6 separate regions of the Mus musculus genome follow, and regions 1, 2, 3, 4 and 5 are each linked to region 6. The links are chromatin contacts, called in public ChIA-PET, Hi-C, HiChIP or PLAC-seq and promoter capture Hi-C maps. All regions are on one chromosome and are shown on one strand. Each heading gives the region's core, a stretch centred on a gene start, on an enhancer-like site or on the middle of the called end of the contact. The rest is flanking DNA. Distances are from core to core; before and after follow the strand shown. Region 1 holds the start of Dnajc16 (DnaJ heat shock protein family (Hsp40) member C16). Region 2 holds the start of Efhd2 (EF hand domain containing 2). Region 3 holds the start of Fblim1 (filamin binding LIM protein 1). Region 4 holds the start of 4930455G09Rik (RIKEN cDNA 4930455G09 gene). Region 5 holds the start of Ddi2 (DNA-damage inducible protein 2). Region 6 holds the start of Necap2 (NECAP endocytosis associated 2).

What was found. A called contact is a pair of places that touch in the nucleus more often than the background predicts. ChIA-PET counts read pairs in DNA pulled down with a chosen protein or histone mark. HiChIP or PLAC-seq counts read pairs in DNA pulled down with a chosen protein or histone mark. Capture Hi-C pulls out chosen DNA fragments and counts their contacts.
Region 1: a Hi-C map of regulatory T cells shows a contact between it and region 6, with 6 times the contacts expected there. The contact joins the promoter of Dnajc16 here to the promoter of Necap2 in region 6. A contact is called at or near these places in 1 of 39 promoter capture datasets (pre-B cells), 7 of 484 Hi-C or Micro-C datasets (CD4 T cells, CD8 T cells, double positive thymocytes and 3 more), 4 of 115 datasets of contacts at active chromatin or transcription factors (bone marrow-derived dendritic cells, memory CD8 T cells, microglia and 1 more) and 2 of 9 other capture datasets (adipose tissue and liver).
Region 2: an H3K27ac HiChIP or PLAC-seq map of bone marrow-derived dendritic cells shows a contact between it and region 6, with 2.8 times the contacts expected there. The contact joins the promoter of Efhd2 here to the promoter of Necap2 in region 6. A contact is called at or near these places in 2 of 115 datasets of contacts at active chromatin or transcription factors (bone marrow-derived dendritic cells and pancreatic cancer cells).
Region 3: a promoter capture Hi-C map of pancreatic islet shows a contact between it and region 6. The contact joins the promoter of Fblim1 here to the promoter of Necap2 in region 6. A contact is called at or near these places in 1 of 39 promoter capture datasets (liver), 2 of 115 datasets of contacts at active chromatin or transcription factors (bone marrow-derived dendritic cells and pancreatic cancer cells) and 1 of 9 other capture datasets (pancreatic islet).
Region 4: a Hi-C map of muscle stem cells shows a contact between it and region 6, with 6 times the contacts expected there. The contact joins the promoter of 4930455G09Rik here to the promoter of Necap2 in region 6. A contact is called at or near these places in 1 of 484 Hi-C or Micro-C datasets (muscle stem cells) and 1 of 115 datasets of contacts at active chromatin or transcription factors (pancreatic cancer cells).
Region 5: an RNA polymerase II ChIA-PET map of memory CD8 T cells shows a contact between it and region 6, with 10 read pairs. The contact joins the promoter of Ddi2 here to the promoter of Necap2 in region 6. A contact is called at or near these places in 2 of 484 Hi-C or Micro-C datasets (CD4 T cells and CD8 T cells), 1 of 115 datasets of contacts at active chromatin or transcription factors (memory CD8 T cells) and 1 of 9 other capture datasets (adipose tissue).

What each region holds. Positions count from the first base shown.
Region 1 is chr4:141,789,095-141,792,775 of GRCm38.p6, forward strand. It overlaps Dnajc16 (DnaJ heat shock protein family (Hsp40) member C16), which reads right to left and starts at 1,550. Exons shown (of 15, transcript NM_172338.2): 1 at 1,496-1,550.
Region 2 is chr4:141,872,946-141,877,115 of GRCm38.p6, forward strand. It overlaps Efhd2 (EF hand domain containing 2), which reads right to left and starts at 1,975. Exons shown (of 4, transcript NM_025994.3): 1 at 1,615-1,975. The coding sequence starts at 1,922.
Region 3 is chr4:141,597,411-141,601,279 of GRCm38.p6, forward strand. It overlaps Fblim1 (filamin binding LIM protein 1), which reads right to left and starts at 2,514. Exons shown (of 9, transcript NM_001163256.1): 1 at 2,438-2,514.
Region 4 is chr4:142,016,385-142,020,029 of GRCm38.p6, forward strand. It overlaps 4930455G09Rik (RIKEN cDNA 4930455G09 gene), which reads left to right and starts at 1,514. Exons shown (of 2, transcript NR_131014.1): 1 at 1,514-1,746.
Region 5 is chr4:141,721,553-141,725,586 of GRCm38.p6, forward strand. It overlaps Ddi2 (DNA-damage inducible protein 2), which reads right to left and starts at 1,867. Exons shown (of 10, transcript NM_001017966.2): 1 at 1,505-1,867. The coding sequence starts at 1,642.
Region 6 is chr4:141,076,361-141,080,168 of GRCm38.p6, forward strand. Necap2 (NECAP endocytosis associated 2) reads right to left here and starts at 1,997. Exons shown (of 8, transcript NM_025383.4): 1 at 1,853-1,997. The coding sequence starts at 1,944.

The DNA of each region.
Region 1 (3,681 bases), core at 300-2,799, 710 kb after region 6:
TTTAAGTTCAAGAGACAGGAACTTGAATGGTCATGCTTCTTAAGGTAGGGAATAAAGATGTTCAAATGAGAGCTAAACACGAGATTTTTTTTTTTTAAGAGGGAATGTGTCAATCTAGTTGACCCTATCTTTAAAACAAAAAAGACCACTATTTTTGAATATCACACACAAGAACTATTATGAATTAAAAAAAAAAAGACAAGTCATAATAGATTAATAGATTAGAAAAGTCCTTTTAAAATTACTGGAAATGAATGCTCTGAAACAAGTGGTGACTCTGAGAATATATCTAGGATATCCAGGAGAGGATATCTCAAATGCACCATTTCATCTATCATAACAATAAACTTAAAATAATTGGCTTCAGAGTAGCTGAGAACGGGTCAAATTAGCTCACAAACTCATCATGATTTCTCATGTACTAAATTACATTCTAGGATCATTGTGGCATTTCTGGACACTAAATAGACATGAAAGTAAAACACCTTAAAATAACTGTGCATTAATATTCAGAAGTCTGCTATTATTAAGAATCCAGTTTCTTATCTAAAGAGAACAGGAAAGACTAGAAGAATAGGCACGGCTTTAAAATGTTTTAAACTACAACTCAGCTGAGGGGTAGAACTCAGTGTGGGTTTTGGAATAATCCTGGCTGGTTGATAAGGAGATAGCGTGGACCTGGAGATACACACACTCACACAGGGGGCTGTGATCTTTTATACCATATGCTGGTTTCATGGGTCCATTTATCTTGACCTCACAGTGTTTAGTAAGGTTCAGTGGCTGACACCTTACTCAGGGGGGGTGGATTTTGACAAGTGCAAGCCATAAACCCTGCTTGGGAGTCTTTATAAACAGTTGACCACTGTTTAGAACTGCACACATGCTAAGTAAAATCCACAAGCAAGCCAGTTCCTGTTTCTCTTTTAAGACAGCCTGTTCTGAGGTACTGGCTAAACTCACCCAGATTGGGGATCAGATTGCGGGGGTGGGGGGCTGTCCACCACCATTCTAGGACCTAAACCTGTGTTCTTGCTGATAGGGTGTGACTGAACACCAGCACCTAGCAGGATCTTTATGGGGATGGGGTACAGTAAAGTGGGTAAGGGGTTTACTAAGCAGAATCCACAGGCAGGGTGGGTGAAGTGTCTGCTGCGGGAGTGGGTGAGGTGGGGACAATTTTTGGCTGACGTTCTCCAGCTCCAGGGGGCCGGCCACAGGATTGGGGACGCGCTGGCCAACAGGTAGCCCTCGGCGTCCCCAAGCGCAGGCGGCGGAGGCTCCCCAGACGCTCCGCAGGACCAAGTCCCGACTCGGGCGCCCGCCCGGGTTACGACCTTCCGGGAGGCGGCCCCCTCCCCCGCCGCCCCGGTTCCTGTCGGCTCCCGGGGCCCCCCGGGGCCCAGCGCGGGCTGAGGACGCGGAGGATCTGACGGGAGATCCCCCAGCTTGCAAGGCCCCGCCACGCTCGCGCGTCAAGCCGGGAAGGAGTTACCGGGAAAGGGCACCGGCCCAACCGGCCGCAGCGTCCGTGCTCCAGTGAATCCGCCGGGGCCGGCGCTTCCAGTCCACACCAGAGAACCTGGGGAGGGGAAGGAGGCGGGGCCCAGGCCCGGGGCAGTCACGTGTCACTTAAAGACCCCACGCCTGCGACGCGCGCACAGACCGGTTTAGGCCGCACACGCGATGAACCTATTTTGGCCTTGACGGTCACCGTAGGCACCTGGATCTGGCGCAGTTGCTATAGGAACGGAGAGCGCTCTCTGGCTGGGTCTGAAAGCTTGCTCTTGACTAGCGAGGCCAGAACGTGCCTTCTAGCGAGGCGGAGTCGCTATGCATCACGGGATACCAGGAAGACCTCCCGGAACCGGGGAGGGGTTTCCACTGGTTGCCAGAAGATGGCCCACATCTAGCAACTGTTGCTAGGACGGGGACGCAGTCGCTGGTCCCAGTTCACTTTGACCCTATTCATAGAATCCTAGAGCGTCAGCGTTTGAGGCGACCTTAGGGATTCTTCCTAGTTCAACCTCTTCATATACTGAAGTTCGGAGAGGGCCAAAGACTTGCCCGAAGCTTAGAATCCAAGGCTCCAAATTCAGTACATCAACCCAAGGATGTTCTAGACTGGAATTTGGACAAGAACTGAGGGAAAGACGGGCGTGGTTGCGCACGCCTTTAATCCCAGCACTTGGGAGGCAGAGGCAGGTGGATATTTGAGTTCGAGGCCAGCCTGGTCTACAAAGTGAGTTCCAGGACAGCCAGGACTGTACAGAGAAACCCTGTCTTGAAAAAACAAACAAACAAGCAAACAAACAAACAAACAAACAAACAAAAGAACCGAGGGAAGAGGGCGTGGTGAATAAGGCTGACATTTTTTTTTTTTTTTTTTGCGCCCGTGACCAAGGGCTCTTGATGTATTTTCTATTCCATGCCTCGTGTTGAGTGAGTTCTTATGTAATCGGTTTCTAAAACACTTACCTAGCATGCTGTTTTTGTTGTTTGCTTTTGAGACAGGGTCTCACCGTGTAATCCTCGCTGGCCTGGAACTTACTAGGTGAATCAGGGTGGTCTCAAACTCAGGAGATCTGCCTGCCTCTGCCTCCTCAAAGAGTGCCGGGATTAAAAGTCTGCACTACCATGCCTGGCTCTCTCTTCTATACATTTAGTGTATATCGTTGTTCTTTGGGCTCTTTCAGGTAGAGCTCTTTCAGGTAAGCTCCTGCAGGTAGAGTCTCACACTTTTCTTGTTCAGCATTGTATCACTGTCTGCACAGACCTTGGTTTGTACAAGCTGCCAGTAAATATTTGAATAGTTAGTTGCAAAATAAATAAAAAATGAAGCTAAAGCCTATCATCGTCATCCCCCCCCCCCCCCCCGCCTCTCGTGCATGCTAGGCGAATGCGCTGTCGCAGAGCTGAATATTGGTCTGTGCCTAAGGCTTTGCTGCTCGAGTGACCTATACTATACCTGTGTTTTGGATTGATTTTCTGCACTGGCACCAGCAGACCAATTTGCACTCACTCATGTTTATTTTTACCAAGCTGAAACTAGGTTATTTAACAGTCTGAGAAATCAGGTGGCAGGGATAACTGCCAAATCCCCAAACAAGCCAGTTTTAGCCAACGTGGTGAATCTCCTTTACTTTGGGGCAACTAACCCCCTTTGAGTTTCTCATTACTGCTCTCCCCAGATTTCCTGTTTGTAAATTCACCTCAGCTGCTCCTCCCGAGTGTACATCCTATTTTATGGAAGGAAATGTTGACTGATGCCCAAATCAGGAAACAAGTGTAATATTATCGTTTGACATATTCCAAGGTGGATTCTTGGCTATGAGTCTATTCTGGTTCTGGTCACGCTGTGAGATCCCTGACACATGTCTACAGCTGTCATCAAGGAATAACTATATCCCTGTCAGGAATGTGGCATAAGGCTAGCAGAGAGAATAGCGTAAGGGGCTAGCACAATGCCCAATTACTTTTTTAAAAATGTGTTTAATTAGTTAATGCATATATGAGCACTCTGTCTTCATGCACAGAGGGAATCAGATCCCATTACAGATGGTTGTAAACCACTATGTGGTGGCTGGGATTTGAACTCAGGACCTCTGGAAGAACAGCTGGTCCTCTTTACCCTGAACCATCCATCTCTTCAGACCTTGTTCAATTACTTTTTTTAAAGAT
Region 2 (4,170 bases), core at 725-3,224, 800 kb after region 6:
CTGAAGTCAGAGGGTATCCTCTTGCCCTGGAACCTCCATGTAGAAGTTTGGGGGGTGCATTATAGCGGCATCAGGAAGCTTCTAGTCACCCATAGCTGGGACCTAACGTCCTCTTTCCCTATGAGGACTGGCTGTGGGTGTGGAAGGAAGTGGGACATGGGAAAATCCTCTCTGGACCCTGGTTGGAGGGAACGCCCCCTTTCCGGGCTTCCTGATGGGTGTCTGGGCACTGTCCGTGGGGTGTGGCTGGGGCTCTCAATCTGCTGGCTGTCTTCTGCTTTGGGATTCCCTGCGTACCCCACCCCAAGCTCAGCTTCTGTGGTTTGGTCCCCTCTGGGATCCGCTCCAGCCTGGTGCCTGGAGGACCATTTCCTTTCCAGGAACATAGGTGGCTTACTAGGAAGACGGGAGGCCGGTCCTTTGGAGGGGCACTTGCATCTTCTCTACCCCTATGGGTACTCTTCCCCCATCTCCATATTGCTGGATTTTGTGGGGGTGTGGAATGGCTGAGCCCACAGGTCTTGGGGACATCCTAATCTGGTAAGGGTACAGCTTAGAATCATAGAAAGTAGAAGGCAGGGGTTGGAGACCCTAGGCAGGGCACATAGAGAGAGAATGGGCTCCAGGGATTGTCTGGGAAGGGAGGAACTGTCACTGGGGAAGAGGGCTGCCTTCTGATAAAGGGCAGGGGAGTCACCACTGCACAACCACGGAGTGAAGGGGTTCGAGGTGGGGGGGCGGGGTAATGGGGGAGAAGGGAGGGAGGGGAGGAAGGTGGACTCACAGTGTATGAAGAGGGGCTAAGTCCCAGGGGACTCTGTCCTGATGATAGGGGAGTTACATGTTTGTAGACTGGGGGACAGGGACAGAGGAGCCCTTCCCTAGCAAGACCGCACAGTGTTAAGGAAATGGAACCTGGTCAACAGGGTGGGCGGGAATGGAAAGGCCTGAAGAGTTTTCACCCACAGTAAGTAAACATAGTATAGCTGAGGGTGTGTGTGTGTGTGTGTGTGTGTGTGTGTGTGTGTTGGGGGGAGGGGGTTGTGGACCCAACCTAGTAGGAGAGAGTCCATAACTAAGCAGAAGAAATTAAAGGACCCAGTAAAAGGCACAAGTCTGGCATGGGTGCCGGGGGGAATGTCCCCTTAAGAGGCAGTAGGGTTGCCTTATTGCGGTGGGGGTAGGGAGTCCAGTAGTTAGGACGGAGCGGAAGGGAAGCCACCGGCCCTTTCTCCCTTTCTCGATATGTTTGGGTGTAGGGTGGTGGGTGCAGTAACATTAACAGTGGGAAGGAGGTCGGTACCCTGTGTGGTGGTAGTGACTCGCTGGGGACCTGCGATTATCTGGAAGGAACCTCAGGGAGCCCCCAATCCGCGTGGGCTATTCCGAGGGCAGTATCACCAGGAGGAGGGGTCACATGTCAGGAACGGGAGCTCCCCAGATCCACTTGCGTGCTGGGGTGGTGGGTCTGGAAGCCTCGTGGCTCTTTAGAAAAGCAGCAGAGTTCCCCACCCTGGTGAGACGGGGTTCTGGGGGAATCTAATTGGGGATACGGGAGGTTAGGGCCCGAGGCCGGGTCTAGGGTGGTGGGGAACCGGGTGCAGGGGCACTTACTGCTTGAACATCTTCTCCATGTCTTTGATCTGCTTCCTGGAGAACTCCTTGAACTCGGTGTAGGGGTTGAAGACGCGGCGGCTGGGCGACTGTGGCTCGCCGATGCCCTGGTTGAGGTCCGCGCGCCGCAGCAGCTTGGCGCTCAGCTCGTCGTCCGCGCTGCCCAACGCCTGGGCAGTCTCGTCGGGAGCCTCGGCCGCCGCCGCCGCCGCCGCCCCGTTGAGCCCCGGCTGCTCCGTCGCCTCGCCGCCTTCGCCCTCCATCTGCAGCCTCCGGCTCAGCTTGCTGGCCAACTCGTCCGTGGCCATGGTGGCCCGCGCAGCGCTGCCTCGGCCGGGCCCCTGCTCTGCGCCGCGCTCCCGGCCGCGCTCTTCCTCTTCCTGACACTCCCCGCCGCCAGGCGCCGCCCTGAAGGTGGGACTTAGGGGACCGCCCGCCCCCGGGCTGGCTCCCGCCGCCTTTGCCGCGTGCCGGGTCCTTCTCTATCCCCGGAGGGGGGTAGGGGGGTCAAGTGCATTCCGCTCCCCAGCTCCTCATCATCGTTCCCCTCCCTCCCCCACAGTGAAAAACCATCAACTTCTCTCTGATGACCTCTGGGTGACGCTGAGTCCCAGGAGCCCTCTGGAAGGAACCTGGGAAGGGGGTGTCCCAACCCTTCGGGAGGGAAGAGGGTCCGCTCGCAGGAGGTGGCTGTGTGTTCAGGGACTGGAGAGGGGCGCGGCTCTCAACCCGTTCTCTGAAAGGGGTTTGTGTCTCTGACACCCTGTCGGTTGCCATGGAGACCACTGGTAGTGAACCGCTGGGCGTTCTTGATAAGGTGGCAGGAATCTGAAGAAGGTGGACCCTAGCACTGGAGCCCAGTTGAGACTGTCTCCAGGGCTATCATGACTGGCGTCATTCAAAAGTGGGGTAGCTGCTATGAGGGAGATGGCACCCTACCAGTTCTCAAGGTCCCCAAAGAACTGGGAAAGGGGAAGGGGGTCGTCCTGTTACACGATGATTCAGCACAATAGCTGCCTGATCCGGCGGATGCCTGGGACTCTCCACCTCAGAGGGATTTCAGAGAGATCTCCATGTTGCCTCTTTGATGGGGATCCCAGAGGGGTGACCTCCTCCCCAAAGCGTCAGGAATGGGGGGAGCTGGAAAGGAGGAGCTCAGAGAGAATTTGTCTCTGTCATCTAGTCTGTCACTTCAAGAACAGCAAAGCTGGTCTGAAGAGAAGGCTCAGTTATTAAGAGTGGTTATTGCTCTTGTGGAGGACTGACATCCTAGCATCCGTGTAGGGTCCGGGTAGAGAGGGGCAAGTCACGAAAGGCCTGTAACTCCAGCACCAGGGATCCTAGACCCTCTTCTGGCCTGCTTATGCATCTGCACTCATGAGCATATATACCCCTCCCCCACACACACAGACTTAAAACTAAAGTAAATCTCTGGCCAGTCTCTGAGTTCAGTCAGCCTGGTCTACATCCAGGATAGCCAGGGCTCTATAGTAAGACTCCCTCCTTGATAGATGATAGATAATAGATAGACAGATAACAAACTCTGTTTGTTTGTTTGTTTTTCTTTTGGGGGTTTTGTTTTTTGAGACAGGGTTTCTCTGTGTAGCCCTGGCTGTCCTGGAACTCACTCTGTAGACCAGGCTGACCTCGAACTCAAGAAATCCGCCAGCTTCTGCCTCCCAAGTGCTGGGATTAAAGGCGTGCACTGTCCGGCGGTAACAAACTCTTAAACCTTCAAAGCTATGGTGTTCTGGCATCAACTGCAAGGTCACTAGCCATAATGCTGATTTCCAGGCTCTACCTAGACTGACAGACCTGTCCTTTGTCACTGGGATCCAAAAAGCTGCTTTTCACAAGCACCTGGGGGAAGCCTTGCTCTTTGGAGTCAAGAGTCTCCGACACAGATGCATCACTAAGATAACAGGGCAATGCTGGGTACCCAGATACTGCCCACTCCCAGAGGCAGGGTACAGAAGACCTGGAAAGCACAAGCTAAAAAGTGACACTGTGAAAACAGAGGGGACCAGAGAAGCTGCTGGCTGCCACAGGATGATGCTTAGAGGAAGACACCTGATCAGTAACTGTTGATGTGTTCACAAACATTGTTGAAGGAAAAGGTATTTGAAAGAGTATAATGGATGCAGAAGAAATCTGTAGTTATACCTTGCTCAGCCTTTCAGAAGCATGGTTTCACAGAAGACCCCAGGTCCCCTGAGTAAGACAATGACTCCTGTGTGTTTCAGAAGCATTTATCAGCTGCCTCAGCCAGTTGTCATTGCATGTGTAGAGCTGGTGTTAGCATCAAACCCTGCTATAAAATGTCCCCGTAGAAAATCATGTTGGGTATAATACGCTTTCTTAACTTATACACACTAAAGGAAGTTTTTGAAAAAATCTGTAATATTTGGACAAACAAACCATATTGTGTTGCTTTAATGTTCTAAATTAAACTTTTAATAAAGATTACCAGAGTAAACAAAAAAAGAAAAAGAAAAAGAAAAATGTAACTTTTTGTAAGGTTGCTAAGTCTGATAAAGATGCTAACTAAGTTTAGAG
Region 3 (3,869 bases), core at 1,264-3,763, 520 kb after region 6:
CACAGACCAAGAAAATAGCTCTGGGAGTGTCAGGCGAGGTGACACATGCTTTTAATCAGATGTGCCAAAGGCAAGAAACAGGGGAATGTCTGTGAGTTGGAGGCCAGCCTGGTCTACACAGCGATTTCCAGAATAGCCAGGGCTACACAGAGAAACCCTGTTTCCCAAAAGGGTAAAATCTTTTAAAAAAAAAAAAATTGGGGGCCTGGGCAATAGTGGTACACACCTCTAATCCCAGCACTTGGGAGGCAGAGGCAGGCAGATCTCTGTGAGTTCAAAGCCAGCCTGGACTACAGAGTGAGTTCCAAGACAGACAGGGCTACACAGAGAAACCCTGTCTAGTAAAAAAAAGTGTATAAAATATGTGTATGTGCACACACACACACACACACACACACACCTCACCAGGAATGAGGGCTCATACTTTTAATCCTAGCACTCAGAGGCAGAAGAGCAAGCAGATCTCTTCTCTTGTCAGTTCAAGGCCAGACTGGTCTACATAGCAAATCCCACACTAGCCCAAACAAAGAAACAAACAAACAAATTGAAGCCAAGAACGGCCACACATACTTGCAACTGTAATCTCAGAACTCAGGAAACCTGAGACAGGAGGACCATGGGTTCCAACCCAGCCTGGGCTACATAGTTAGACCCTCCCTCAACTCCACTGACATTTATAGAGTCGAGAGCTCAGCCTTCAAACCTCAGCTGTAGGGAGCCTCTGTCACGCAGTCCCAACAAGACTTAGAGTGGATTTTCTTGGCCCTCCAGCAGGCTTGGAATCCTTTCAGAGGATCCAGCAACCTGAAAGTCCTGGGGCATCCTTGGACTTTTTCTTCCCTGGACCACACAAGCCTCCTCCCCCACTCCAAGCTCCACCCCTTCCCCCAATAACCCAATCCAAACCAGTTTCTTGCGGTCAACACATTCTAGGCGGGTCCTCTGAGACAGGCTGTGGCTCTTCAGGAACCCTCCTCCACCCCCACCCCCACCCCGACTCTGACCCCCCATTCCGTTCTCCCTGCTTTCTCGGAAACATCCAGCGTGAAGGCCAGATGTTCGCAGCTGGGCAGCCATACCCGCCCTTTACGTTGTCATGCAGAGGTGGGGACCTCAGGGATGGAGCAGCGCTGGGGATTTTCAAAGCCCTGTCAGGTCCCTTAAGGAGAGCCTGCTGGCGCTTCCCTTTGGTCCCACTAACCCTGAGTTCACCCAGGCGGGGGTGGGGTGGGGGTTGGGGGGAGCATTCTATGAAAACTTCCCAGCAGACCCTCCACCCCCATCCTTCCTCCCCCGGAGGGCAAATCAGACACCCAGATCCAGTTGGGTAAGCGGAGAAAGTGGGAACAAAGGGAAAGAAAGTCATTTCCTGTCAAGAGGAAGGAAGGAGGCTGAGAGCCGGCCAGCCAGCCAGCCAGGGCCGGCCTTAGGCTGCAGCCCCTGGGAGGGGATGTGCTGGCGGCCTCGATAACTCTTTGCCCGCACTCTAAAGCCACCTCCGAGTCATTTCTAAGCATTGCTCTTTCACACAGACCAATAAGCAATCTAAGTTGAGGACTAGAATTAAACTTTGCTGAAAGTGGAAGAGTGAATGTCCCCCCACTCACTCCCACAAGACACCTTGCGATCTCAGAAGGCTAAGGGCCTCTCTCATCCTCTTTCCTAGACCAGAGAAAGGAAGAGGCGCAGAAGTCAGATCTCCTCAGGCTACCGGTCTTTTGTACTGGGCGACCTTGACGCGGTCACTCAACCTCTCTGGGCTCGCTTTCTATTCATAAAGAGAATAGAAGTCTGCCCTGGAGGGTGGCTGGGGAGGCCAGCTGGTCGTTCAGCCCCAGGGGGGAAGAAGGAGCCCTGCGGCTGGAGGACAGTGATCTCCATTGTTAAAAGCTGGAATCTGGGCGCTGCCCAGCCTCTCCCCCTGGGACCTCAGGTCTGGCCTGGAGATGGGGGAGTAGTTGCACTCACTTTGGGGATCGCCCACTTCCACACCCCGCCAAGCCAGGCGAGGAGACCCCAGGACCCTCCTTTCCCTCTCCAGACTGGAGCTGGAAACAGGGTCCGGGAGGGGCAAAAGAACTCGGGAACTCTGCTCCCTGGCACAGCAGCAGAGCGGGACAGTTGGCCGGGTCACCGCAGTGACTATAATTCGATCCATATGCGGGACGCTATCCTCTTTGTGCGGGAGCCTCTGCCCTGCTCAACCCGTCCCAATCAAGAGCCAGGAGATGACCCCTGTGCCGTCCCCGCACAGCCTCCCAGAGTCCCCAATGGCTGAGATCCTGGGACACACAGGGACAAGACACAGTACCCGCCCCGAGCCCCCCAACCGCGCCGAGCTGGGTTCAGTACGGTGGCCGAGAGTTGCCCATGTGGCCACCTGAAGTTGACCCTGCCCGGGGAGCACAGCCAGGACCCCCACGCCGCACCCGCTTACCTGCCGCGCTCCCCACGCCCGGCCTCCGCCGGCGCTGCGCCTCCGCCCCTTGCTCCCGCCCCAGCCTCCCTCCGCCCGCCGCCCCGCGCGCGCCTTACCATAAAAGGTGACGCTCGGGGAGGGGGCGCTGGCTCGCCCTACCTGCCCCCCCACCTGTGGCCGCGCCCCCTCCCTTTGTTCCCACCACTCCTCCCCTTCCCTGTGGCTCCTCCTCCGCTGCCCACCCCCACGGTGCACCGGGGAGGGGCGGGGCGGGCTGGGGAGTGGGATCCTTAGCCAACCTCGCTCTAGGTCACCTGGATGAGAGGCTCCACCTGCCCCAATTGGTGGAGAGGGGTACTTGTAGCCAGACTGACTCTGAAATCCTTCAGGGTCATAAGTTAGGCTAGACGCATGACCTGGACTGTCAACCCCGTTTTCTTAAGCCTCAATCTTTAATTCCTAAAATGGGGTCCGCACAGCCCACCTCTGCAACGTGGCCTAGAGTTAAAGCGATAATGCTAACATATACTGGAGTTGCGGGGCTTATTCAAAGGATGCCTGGGGTAGGGTTTTCAGACACCCCAGCGAAGCAAGTCACCTGGATCTGCTGTCCTGGGCTGTCACTGCCTGTGTGAGCCTATGAATCCTTCTACAAGTGGGTCTCAGGTCCTGTAGTGGAAAGAGGCCCTTACAGGAGACAGGGGAAACAATCAGGTCACCTGTTTGCTTTCCGGCCCTGTTACTGGCCCCTGAAGAAGCAGAGCACAGGGCCCTGCGGCCTGGGTTGGGGCTGCTCTGGACAGCTCAGGTCCCTAGAGACCTGAAGACATTGCAGGGGAAAGGAATCTAGGTCTGATTCCCAGGCAAGCCGATTGTTCTTTCGATTAGAGGCACAATGGGGGACTGGGCAGGGGAGAGCTGGACCCAGAGTCATGGGGGGGGGGTAACTAGGAAGGATTAGGTCCCCTTCTGCAGCCCTCCTCGCCCCCCCCCCCCACATACAACAGCTCCTCGAGGTGGTCCTTGTATTGCTGCAGAAGAGAGGTGTCAGAGTGGGGTGTCTGGGTGCTCAGCTCCATCCTCCGCCTCCCCACTAAGCCCCACCCCCTTAATGGCCTCCCCAGTCTTTGCCATTAGATTTTTCCATTTGATTCTACCCGCCAGTGTGGAGTCACAACGACGACAGTAACTGCTGTTTCTAGAGACTTCCCTTGTGTCCCTTTCAAACCTTTCATCTAACCCTTCCAGACTCTACTCCAGGGCTGATAGGTCCCACCCCACAGACCAGACACTGAAGCCGGCGAGGACCGAGGCTTGTGCAATGGGCACTGGACAAGGCTAGATTCAAGCCAGACCGGAGAGTGCCCCTTAGGCACCCGGATCTGCTAGTCCCAGAGGCTGGATTGCTGCCACCATCCCCAGATGAGAGCCAAGGACAGAACCCAGTATT
Region 4 (3,645 bases), core at 264-2,763, 940 kb after region 6:
ATTGCCTGGTGTTCCACAGGTTAAGTGTACCCACAAGGCATTTCTGCTTACACTATCCCCCCCTCTAGTGTGCAGGTGTTCCTTCCTGTGGATGTCTGTGCCGACTTGCATGTATGTCTGTATGCATGTGAAAGCCAGAAGACAACCTTGACTGCCATTCTTCAGGAGACAAACCCCCCCCTTTTTTTTTGAGACAGGGTCTCTCATTGTTCTGGAATTCACCATAAAACTGAGACAACTGGTCAGTGAGGCCAGGGGCCCCTGTCTGTCTACACCTCTCCAGCGATGGGATTACAAGCTCATGTCCCCGAGTTTACAAGCTGAGGTCACAAGCTCATGGTCCTATGCTAGCTCAGCACTTTGCTGTCCTATCTCCTGAGTTGGACATTTTCAATTTATTTCAAGCATATTGAATCATAACCTGTTTGTAAAGCAGGGAATATCGATAGATGAGTGATAGGGGAAGGGTCAATTCTTAGGCACCATAACTGACAGCTGTCAAAAGAAGGATATCTGCTTGCTACCTGCTACCCCGCCCTCTGGGCAGAGACACCGTCTAGGGAGAAGGGGCCATCTCAGGTCTGCACCCCTCCTCCAAGCTGGGGAGCCCTCAGCGCCCTGTTCTTCCCACTGCATTCAGAGTCTGACTTCTCGCCTGCAACTTCAGCCTCCACAAAATCTCATTGCTCCCAGCCACCTCTCCTGGCTATCCTTGTCCCCTCCTTGGAGACCTCTGGATGGTCCCCCTTCAGTCCCTGCATTCCAGCAGGAGGTGAATCCCGGCTTCAGCTCCAGCCAGGAGAGCTGTAAGGCTTCATGGCTTGGATCAAAGGAAGTGACAGGTTGTGTAAGCTGATCTAGAACCTCCCTCCCAGGCCTGCGATGAAGTCAGTCTCCTGATGAAGTCAGTCTCCTTGATGCTCCCAGAGCCTTGTTGAGTCAATCATCGATATTACCCATCGCATTTCAGCTCCAATAGGCAACAGATCCTAAATGGGACCCCAGACCGGGACCACCATGGGGACCCACAGACTGTGTGGAACCGGATGGTAACAAAGGTCTTTCTGTTCCCCCAATGTCGCAGGTTCTCTGGGCAACGTCTGGAGCGTGCTACATTCATTATCTTTTCTTTTATAAGTGAGTGAGTCAGATTTGAGGGAAATGAGAAGGTGGGAGCCACTGGGATGGGGAGAAGAGTGGTGCCCCAAGCAGGGGTGTACAGTAGTGGGGAGCCCAAGCTTTTTGTTGTTTGGAATAAGTTATGCTGTTTTAAGCAGTTTATTTATTTGCGGGGGTGGGGGAAGGGATGCTTGCCACAGTGCATGGGTGTGGGGTCAGAGGCAGTTCAAGGGAGTCAAATCTCTCCTCTCACTGTGTAGGAACCCGGGGTTGATCTCAGGCCATCAGGCGTGGCCTCGGGCACCTTCATCAGCTGAGCTATCTCAGTCGGAGCCTGGAGCCTTTGTGGGCTTCTTCGCAGCTGACTGATGACGTCAGCTTTAGCCGCTCTGCCACTCACAGAAGCTATGGGCCCCAAGGGAAGGAGGCGTGGGGACTGTGTGCCCAGGGAGATTAGGAAGTGAGAACAGATAACTCGCCCACTTGTGACCGATGAGTGAGCGACGCCCAGTCCACTCGGGCACACAGTGGCTCTCTGAGGAACGTTTCATGGAGGTGCCCTTGTCTCCGTACAGAAGATTCTAGAAGGCTTTGGGTGTGTGTCTGTCAGTGGCAGAGCCGCTTCAGGTGAGAAAGCTTGTTCCAGGCAGCAGCTTGAGGTGACCTCACCCTTTGTCACCCCTCACCTCCTGGAGGATTTATGGCATTGCAAGGATGCTCTCCCGGTGCCTTTGTCATCTCAGAGGTGCAGATGTGGGGCGTGAGGTGACTGTTTTGTGTCATTCCTGGCTCTAACTTTTCCCTTCCTTCCCGAACAGGTTGGTTGGGGCCTCGCTGGTCATTTTTTTTCTCCTCAGGTTTCCTCTGAATCACTCCATTTGGACTGATGGCATCCGGTCTCCTCCCCACGCCCAGCAAAGACTCTCTTTCTCTCTGAGAACAATCGCTCTTTTCTCTCCAAGCCCTGGTCCACCCTCATCTTTTACCCTGTCTTCTCATCTCTCCTGGGAACCGAGTATTGTTCAGAAACTTAAGCCTCAGAGATAGTCCTTTCTAACCCAGGTCTGAATTTGGACCAGTCAAGAGCTGAGAGACAGGAATGATCCCCGGTCACTGGGTTCCAGAAGCACTCATTGCCCTGTGGGACTTGGAACTGGAGTAGAGAAGGGGGGCTGCGGCCTTGTTCTTAAATGACTCCCAACACTCATGTTGAAGGCTTCATCTCCAGTTCATGGTGTTATTGAGACGTGGTGGGAATTTCGGGAGGAGCATGCCCTTAAAGGGAGTCTCTCTTCCTCCCTCTCTCTTTTCTTCCTCCTCTCCTTCCTTCTCCACACCCCTTCCTTCCTCTCCCTCCCAGCCATCACAAGCTGTGCAAACTGACTTTGACACATACTTCATGCCTGATGTTCTGCGGCTTCACAAGGCCAAAACATGGGGCCTGAAACATGTCGGCTGGAACCAGTAAAACCAGGACCACAAACAAACCTTTCTGGTTTGGTAAGCTGGTAGTCTAGGTTGTTTTCTAACATCGAGGAAAAGATGGGGCACACAGGCGAGACAGCCTTCTGCCTCTAGGGTCTGATGGGTCAGAAGAGGAGAATTCCACCTGAGTCTTGAAGAACTTACAGGATTGCGGGATGCAGAGAGGGAGAGAATTTGGGAAGGTGGAGGAAAAAGCTGAGGAGACAGAGGGTGGGAGACAGGCTGGGTGCGGCAGGATGCAGGAGGCAGGTACTGGGACTCAAAGATGGCCCCTGGTCAGCTCAAGTCTGATGGTTTTCATATTATAACAAAAACTTCTTGCAGCATGACAGAACCCAACAACAGCATGAACTGGGTCAGCATGAGAACAGACTCACTGGTCACCATAAACAGATGTCATGAGGTCTTGCCGCTCTTTAGCTCTCAGCAATTGTTCTGACCCCAGATGGAATCTCGGGAGGGTGGTTACCACAGGGCAGTCATAGCTCCAGCCCTTGCATCCTCTCAGCTTTGAATCCCAGAGGGAACCGTGAAGTTCCCCTGCCACCCCAGGCGCCCTACTGAGAGGATCCACCTGAAGATCTCGCTGCTTCTCAGTGTCTCTGATTGGCTCACATGCCATCCCTACAGCTAGAGATGGAGTCTCAACTGCCACAAAGAGACCGAGAGACTGGCCTGAGACTGGTAAGGACAGGAGGACCTGAGTTCGAATTCCCCACGCCTGTGTAAAGTCTGAGTGTAGTGAAGGAGGCAGCCTCTAAGGAAGAATTGTAACTTTGTGGCATTTACACAAAGGCCAATGTGGGCCAACTATTTTTATTTACTTTGAAAATCTGGATTTATAGATTTTTTAATTTGTCTTTGTGTGTCAGGGCACAGGCCAGAGAATATTCAGGTGTTCTGTCCCATCTCTTTCTGCCTTTGTTTGTTTGTTTGTTTGTTTGTTTGTTTGTTTTTGATATGGGGCAGGGGGGGTCTTTCTCTTTGAGTCTGGAGTTCCCAGAAGGCTAAACCGGAGGCTAGTGAGTTCCAGCTACCCCA
Region 5 (4,034 bases), core at 617-3,116, 650 kb after region 6:
ACTTGGGCATGATAGTGTATTCTTGTAATCCCAGCTGTACAGGAGCCTGAAGCAGGAGGGCTGCTGTCTGAGACTAGCCTTGACCCCACAGTTGAGACCTTGTCTCAAAAACAACAACAACAACAAAAAACCCAACAACAACAACAAAAAAAACCAAAGCAAACAAACAAAAACCAAAAGCAGCTGGTTGTGATGGCTCAGGCCTTAACTCCAAACATTTGGGAGGCAAAGTCAACAGGGATCTCTGAGTGTAGATGGGAGCCAGTGTTTTATATAGTGAGACCTGCCTTAAAAACAAAACAAACAACAACCAGCAATTAATCAATCCTCTAAAAAGTCAAATCTCCCCCAGCCCCCCAAACTCCCTGGTCCTAGCTTGCCCCTGCTACCTGTATGAGGAGGCTGACCAACAGGAATGGGGTCCTAGGTTTTTGTGGGTTAATTTTTCTGTGGAAATTGGGGGAACTGTTTATTCCCAACTTTTGCCAGACCGCGTATGTGAGTGACACCTCCTTCCCTAAAATAGATCCTTCCAGAAAGAGCTGCATGCCAAGGTTCTAAAGTTCACATTGTGTGAAGGAATGGTACTTCTGAACACAATATTGACACGCAGAGTTTACCGTAAGTCAGGACAGAACAGGCAGTCGTTGGGCAACAGTTTTTGGAACTATTTCATAATTGCAGAAGGAAATCAAGATTTACATTCTGGGGCCTTGGGAGCTGTCTATAATTTTCTGGTGTTTAGACTACACCCAGCGGGGGCCACTTTGGTTAGAATCTTAAGGGATTTAGTGCAAAGGTTACAAAATAGTCCACCTATTGTTTGATGAAGTCTACTAAGGACACCAAAGCATTTTGAGAATATATTTTCTTGTTAAAACATGAGAAGGCTGAACTCCTGGCCGCCGAATCCCTCGGGGGTCTTCAGACAGTAGGCCATTTTCAAGCTAATATCCTTCGAAAGCACTGAGCTTTGAACTGACCCAACTAAACTGGGCCCAGAAAGGAGGAGGGCTTTGGCCTGAGAGAAGCAGACAGACTGAGTTAACCTAACCATTACTTTAATTAATATATGACATATATATATGTGTGTGTGTGTATACATATATAATAAATTAACCAAAAATGTATGCATTTCCAGAGACGTCAATGGCAGAGTGAGTCTCAAACTTTTTCCCCTCACTTTCAACCGCAAATCTGCATTCTCCCAGGTAGTAAACTGCGCATATTGGAGCGGTCCAAATAAGCGAACCCCAGGCAGGCGTCGTTCTCCCAGTGATCCAAACTGGTATTTCTGGTCGGAAAGTCAGGAGATCCCGGATGAGGACCCAGGCTCCCGAAGGCCAGAAGGTGGGGAGGGCTGCCCGCCCGCGCACGTGCCCCTCTAGCTGCAGTGGGTGCATCCACGGGCGGCTGCAGGACTCGGCCCCCGCCGGCCCCCAGCTCCCCCCGCCCCCGGCCACAGCGGCCGGAGGCCCCCGCTCGCTGCCGCACCCCGGCGTACCTGGCTCTCGGCGGCGGGGATGCCGGACTCGAGCTCGCACAGCGCGCGGAAGTTGTGCAGCTCGAAGTCGGCGTCGACCTGGAGGGAAAAGGTCACCTCGGAGAGGTCCCTCCGCACACAGTACACGGTGAGCAGCATGGCCCGGGCCCGACCCGGCTCGACTCGGCCCGGCCTGGGCGCTGGGCGGAAGGCAGTCGGCGGCTGGGGAGACCTGGCGGCAGCGGCGGGAGGGCGACGGGCGCGGGCTGCTCGCTCGCTCGCTCGCTCGCTCCTTTCCTCCCTCACACGCGCGCAATGACTCACTCGCTCCCGCCCTCGGCAGCCAGCGCGGCCGCCGCCACCCGCCTGCGACGCCGTCTGCCTGCCTGCCGGCCTGCCTCCCACCGCTGCCGTCAAGCTCGCGGGCCGCCCGCCCGGCGCCCCGCCCCGTCGCAACGCCACGGCCGTAAAGCGCGCCAGGCTGCCGGCAGCCTTCGCGACGCTAGGCTGTGGGGCAGGGCGGGGCTGGGGAGACTGGAGGGAGGAATGGGGATGCGGGGTGGGGGAACCCCACGATTTAATGCTTGAGCTCCGGAGTATTCCAGGATCCCAGTCCCAGTTAGTCATCCAACGGGGACCTACTGTGCGAATGGCGTGTGCATAAAAATGGTTGAAAGACAAATTAAGCACATCTTTCTAAAACAGAGTTTTCGTAATGGAAGTTGTCATTTCAGTAATATTAACTCGGTTTCGACTTGGTAATGAATGTAGGACGAAAATCCAGATCCTTTGCTGTGCTCGAGGCCCATCCCAGCCTGCGGGCTGGCATGGCTGCGCTGGCAGCCACACACACACAGCACAGTTCTTAGTTAACTCACTCTCAGACTGCATCCAGCACTGGACGTTTACTGGGTACGGTTTAGAATTTACTCCGTATACTGGGACTGGTAGCGCAAACCTGTAATCCCAGCTACTCAGGAGGGTGAACAGAAGGCTGGCAAATTCCAAGCCTGCCTGGATCATAAGTGTTCCAGTCTGAACAATTTACTTTAATGGTATAGATAAAATACCTTGTTGACATCTTGCCTACCAGGACCAAGCTCAACCTCAGCAGGACAAAAAGACAGTACTTGGGAAACAGTCGTTATTTTAGTGGCCACTCAATTCATAAGAAGATGTAGATACCAAGAATGGTAAAAATCCGAAAACATCTCCCGGGCCCACTAGGGTGGTCCACATTTGTAATCCCAGCACTCAGGAGTGTTTGGTTTCCAGTCCTGGATTAGGGGCTGAGGTATGCATTGTACAAATCAAAGGCTCAAGGTTCTCCTGACATCCCTCTGTCCCTACCTGGCAGGGACTCAGCTGCCCTTCCCCCAGAGACTCTTCTGCATTTAATACAGATATCATATCATATATGATATCATTGGTCTCTCTCTCCCCCCCACCCCCATTCTCTTTCTTTCTTTCTCTCTTTCTCTCTTTCTTTCTTTCTTTCTTTCTTTCTTTCTTTCTTTCTTTCTTTCTTTCTTTTCCCTCTTCTCCTTTCCCTTCCCATGGCGACTAATATGGCTTCCTTCCTCTCCTTCCTTGGGACCAGTGAATTCGTCCTCCTGACAGAAGCTTCCCAACCCAACAAACCCGCATTTACGACGAGCTAATCTGTCTTGAATTGGTTCATTTCACCATCATCCAGGAGCAGAGACTGCAGGATCACTACAAGCACAAGGATTTCCACTCCTGGCTCCGTGGAGCGAGGAGCCTCCTCCAGCAGAACAGGAAGGAAATGGGAAGCAGGGTGGCTGTGGATGCTGCAAGAACTTCACTTTGCAGAAAAGACAGAATACATAGGCGCAAGACTTTTACAAAAACAGAAGTGGAGACGCTGGGACCACAGGACAGGGCTGAAATCAAGCATCCGTGACAGAAAGCCCAGCTGCTGTGCCAAACGAAAAGAAAATTGCAATGAAAATGTCAGCTAGAGAGCCTTTCAAAATGGAGTTAGGAAACTTAAGTAAGGTTTGTGAGGATGCCAGATGCCCCACAGGATGTGAACTCCAATCACCCCACTGTGATTGCGTCTCCACAGTTAGTGGGCACCAAGATGTTTATTGTGGCATGAATTGTTCCTTTAGAAATTTAAAACTGTAAACCAGGCAGTGGCGGTGCACATCTTTAACCCCAGCACTTGAGAGGAGGCAGAGGCAGGTGGATCTCTATGAGTTCCAGGGAAGTCTGGTCTACAGAGAGAAACCCTGTTATATGTATGTGTGTATTGGCTGCATGTTTGTCTGAGCACAAGTATGGATAGTGCTGGTGAGGAGGAAAAGGATGTCAGGTTCCCTGGGTCTGGAGTCGATGGCCGTTGTGAGCTGACATATGGGTGCTGGGAACTAAATTGGATCTAACCTCTAGAAGGGCAGCCAGTGCTCTTATCTGCTGAGCCATCTCTCTAGCAGCCCAACCCTTTTTTGAGAGAGTGTCTCACTGTGTAGCCCTGCAATTTATTGTGTAGAGCAGGCTGGGTCTTGAACTCAGGGAGACCCACCTG
Region 6 (3,808 bases), core at 747-3,246:
CCTTCCCAGCTTCCTGTCCATAGAGGAAGCAGCTCCGGGCCTATTGTGTCTGTTAAGGCACTGTGATGCCAAGCTAGCGGGACCAACCGGCTGGGGGACCCTTGAGACCATGGAGGGAGTACAGAGGGACAGGATCTTTGGTAGAAAGAGTGTAAAAGTGCATGAGGGTCCGGGGGAGGAAAGAGCGGCTAGGAAGGATATTCTCGGCTGTATTCCAGGTAGGAGGGAACGAGGACCCTCGTCAATGCCTTCTTTGGCTCCTTTAGAAGGCAACAGTGTCGTCGTCAGCAGCAGCAGCAGCAGCAGAAGCAAAGAGAAACCCCTGAACAGCAAATGCCATGGGTACTTTCAGAAGGCTTTTCTGGGAAGTTCTAAGCAAAGCCACTGTCAGCTCTCTAGAACTCTAGCTGGCAGCTGTGGCAGATCCACATGAATGTACATCTTCAGCTAACAAGGCAGCAGGCTCAGTTTCTGTTCCTCTTCCTGGCGCCGCGGGCTTTAGATTCAGGCTAAGGAGAGCCCGAAAGGTTGAGTGTAGGGCGGGCAGCTTCCTCTGTATCAAACCAGCCTGGCTGGATACTTGGTGACCCCACCCTCCGGAGGATCAAGAGAAGCTAACCCTAGTCTACTGAACGAAGACCCAACAGATAGGGGTAGACTGCCAATCTCCGGTTTGATAACAAGAAAGGAAAGGGAGACAGCTGTGGAGATGATTCGGTGCAGATGAGCAAGCTTGAGGCCCCGAGTTTGGATCTCTAGCGCCTAAAAGCCAGGTCTGGCTCCAGCTACCTGTAGACCCTCCACTGTGTGGGGTGGGGCAGAGAAAGGAGTTTCACTGGGCTTGCTGAACACCTAGTCTAGATGAAAACAGCCAACCCCAGCTTCAGTTAGGGGCCACCTCAAGGGAACAACGGACATGAAAAAAGCAAGACACTGGCTGGAACTCCTGTGGCTTCTGCATGCACCCGCACCACACCCAGACACGCAAAAGCAAGCACAGGCAGCTGTAGCTTGCTGACCTCCATTCTTGTCATTTTAATATTATTTTAAAATCATCGCACCGACACAGTTAAGTGTTCTAAGATACCCATTCAGAAAATGTTATGAGCCTGTGTTACATAGCGCAAAGGGCAGATGGAGTTGGCCCTCCAACACATTTGTGGTACCCGACGACCTGTTTCCAAACAACTCAGACACCCATCGCCTTCGAGAGCCACCCAGCCTAAGTAGCAACACCCCACCACAGGGCACAGGACACACCACGTATTTTTCATCTTTTTCAGTTAGGGAAGGTGTCCAACTTTGTGTCTCCTCTCCTAGACTAGAGTCCTGGGTTCCCTTCCGGAGACACTCCGTGTGTTTACAGGCATTTGAGTTTATTTGCCTCAGGTGACGCTCACTCAAGACAAGGGCGGCGGTATCCTCCCAGCTGCAAGTATGTTGTGATCAGGGGTGAAACTGGGGTCAGGAGAGCCGGAGATAGGAACAGCGTCCCTGGGCTTCGTGGGACGGGTCCCCCAGATGGCCGGGTTCCCTCCCGTGCCCTCCCGGCGGGGATTTCCGCGGGTGGCAGGGTTTTCTGGGATCCCGTCACGACTGTCGGTTAGCGCTGTGACACGACCCGTAGACCCCGCCGAGGGAACCCACTGCGCTCTCGGGTCCCCAGGAGCTGGCTGCGACCGTTGCCGGCGTCCCGCTGACGGCTCAGGGCCAGCGACCCCTCCTAAGTCTGGCCCCGATTAAAGTAGCCACAGGGCTCCATCCTTTCCGCCCCTAAACCCGACAACCGGTCCTCGTCCCCCGCAGTGCATGCCGGGGCGGGGGACGGGAAGATTAAGCCAGGAACGGTCACCTGTAACCACGGTTGGTGGCCCGCGGCGGGATGCGGTAGACGTGGACCTCCGGCTTGACACACAGAACAGACTCGTACTCACTCTCCTCCATCTCTATCGCCCGAGCCCTCGGGACTTCCGGCTTCTCCCCGCCCCTTCAGGACCGGAAGTGATGCGACTCTATGACCAAGTTCTGTCTAGAGCGGAAGCTCCGGGGGACCCCCCGATCGCTCCCGAGTGCCCTCTGCCGGGCGCCTCAGATCAGACCGTGAAGCGATTGCTCTCTGCTGCTGTGGGACCTGAGAAGCTCGAGATGCCGCTGATCTGAGCCTAATCCCGAACCTGGTTGTAGTTCAAACTCTATACCCTAGACCAGGGTGGCTGATATGCAAGATACCCTGCAGCCCTGCCCTTCTGACGGAATGTCCTTGTCCCCGCCAATCCCAGAAGGTTCTCAGAGGCTTCTGGAGGAATCTCGCTCCACAACTTTTTATAACCTACTATGTGCGCAAGGCCCCAGTGGCTTAGCGCAACAGGAGTACAAATCAAAGTTGTGAACCAAAGTTCCTGGTTGTCTTTGCTGTGAAGAGACACTATGACCAAGGCAACACTTACAAAAAGAAATCCTTTCATTGGGGGCTTGCTTACAGTTTCAGAGGCTTAGTCCATGATTAGCATGCGGGAGAGCATGGCGGCATGCAGGCAGGCGTGATACCAGAGAAGCAGCTGAGAGCTGTACGTCATGATCCTGGTGGGGGTGGAAGGGCCACAGCACACAGGGATGGGGCGGGAGGAAGGGGAGCACGGACGACAGTGACCCGGGCCTGATACGGGCTTTTGGAAAACTCAAAGACCAAACCCCCATCACAGCTTTTCCAACGAGGACACACCTCCTAATCCTTCCACGAGGTTGATCACTTGTGAAAAGCTAGAATAAGGCAGATTGGGAGGCGAATTGATTTTGAGTTATCTTGACCCTCTAAATAGCCATTTATTGGCCACCTCTGTATGTGACCTAAGATCCTTGTGACTATTAGGTAAATCCTTTGGAAGGTACAAATGCCAGCTTTCACCAATAAAGGCTAAGAATGTCATCAGATAGCAAGTAAGGGCCATAAATGATGTTTCCCGGCTTTGCGGTGACTCACCTGCCTGAGGTCTCCACCAACGGTTTGAAAAATGCCTCGGTTTGATGTTTGTTTTGTTTTGTTGATTTTTTGGGTTTTTTGTTTTTGTTGGTTTTTTTTGAGACAGGGTTTCTCTGTGTAGCCCAGGCTGTCCTGGAACTCATTTTGTAGACCAGGCTGGCCTCAAACTCAGAAATCCACCTGCCTCTGCCTCCCGAGTGCTGGGATTAAAGGCGTGTGCCACCACGCCTGGCTCAGTTTTTTGGTTTTTCGAGACAGGATTTCTCTGTGCAGTCCTGGCTGTCCTGGAACTCACTCTGTAGACCAGGCTGGCCTCGAACTCCGAAATCTGCCCGCCTCTGCCTCCCAAATGCTGGGATTAAAGGTGTGCGACACCACGGCCGGGCTAATGCCTCGGTTTATAACTATTTTTTCATCACTGTGGTGGTCTGAATGGGAATGGCCCCCATAGGCTCATAATTTTGAATGCTTGGTCATTAGGAATTGGCACTACTTGAGAGGAACTAGGAGGTGTGGCCTTGGAGTGGGTGTGGCCTTTTGGAGGAAGTATATTATTGGGGGTGAGCTTTGAGGTTTCAAAAGTCAAAGCCAGTCCCAGTGCCTTTCTCTTCCTGCTGCCTGCAGATCCAGATGGAGAATGTTCAACTACTTCTCCAGCACCATGTCTGCCTGCGTGCTGCCATGCTTCCCGCCTTGATGATAATGGACTGAATCTCTGAAACTGTAAGCCAGCCTAATTACGTGCTCTCTCTTATAAAAGTTGCTGTGGCCATGGCGTCTGTTAACAGTAATAGATCACTGACTAAGATAGTCATTATGAAATTTTCA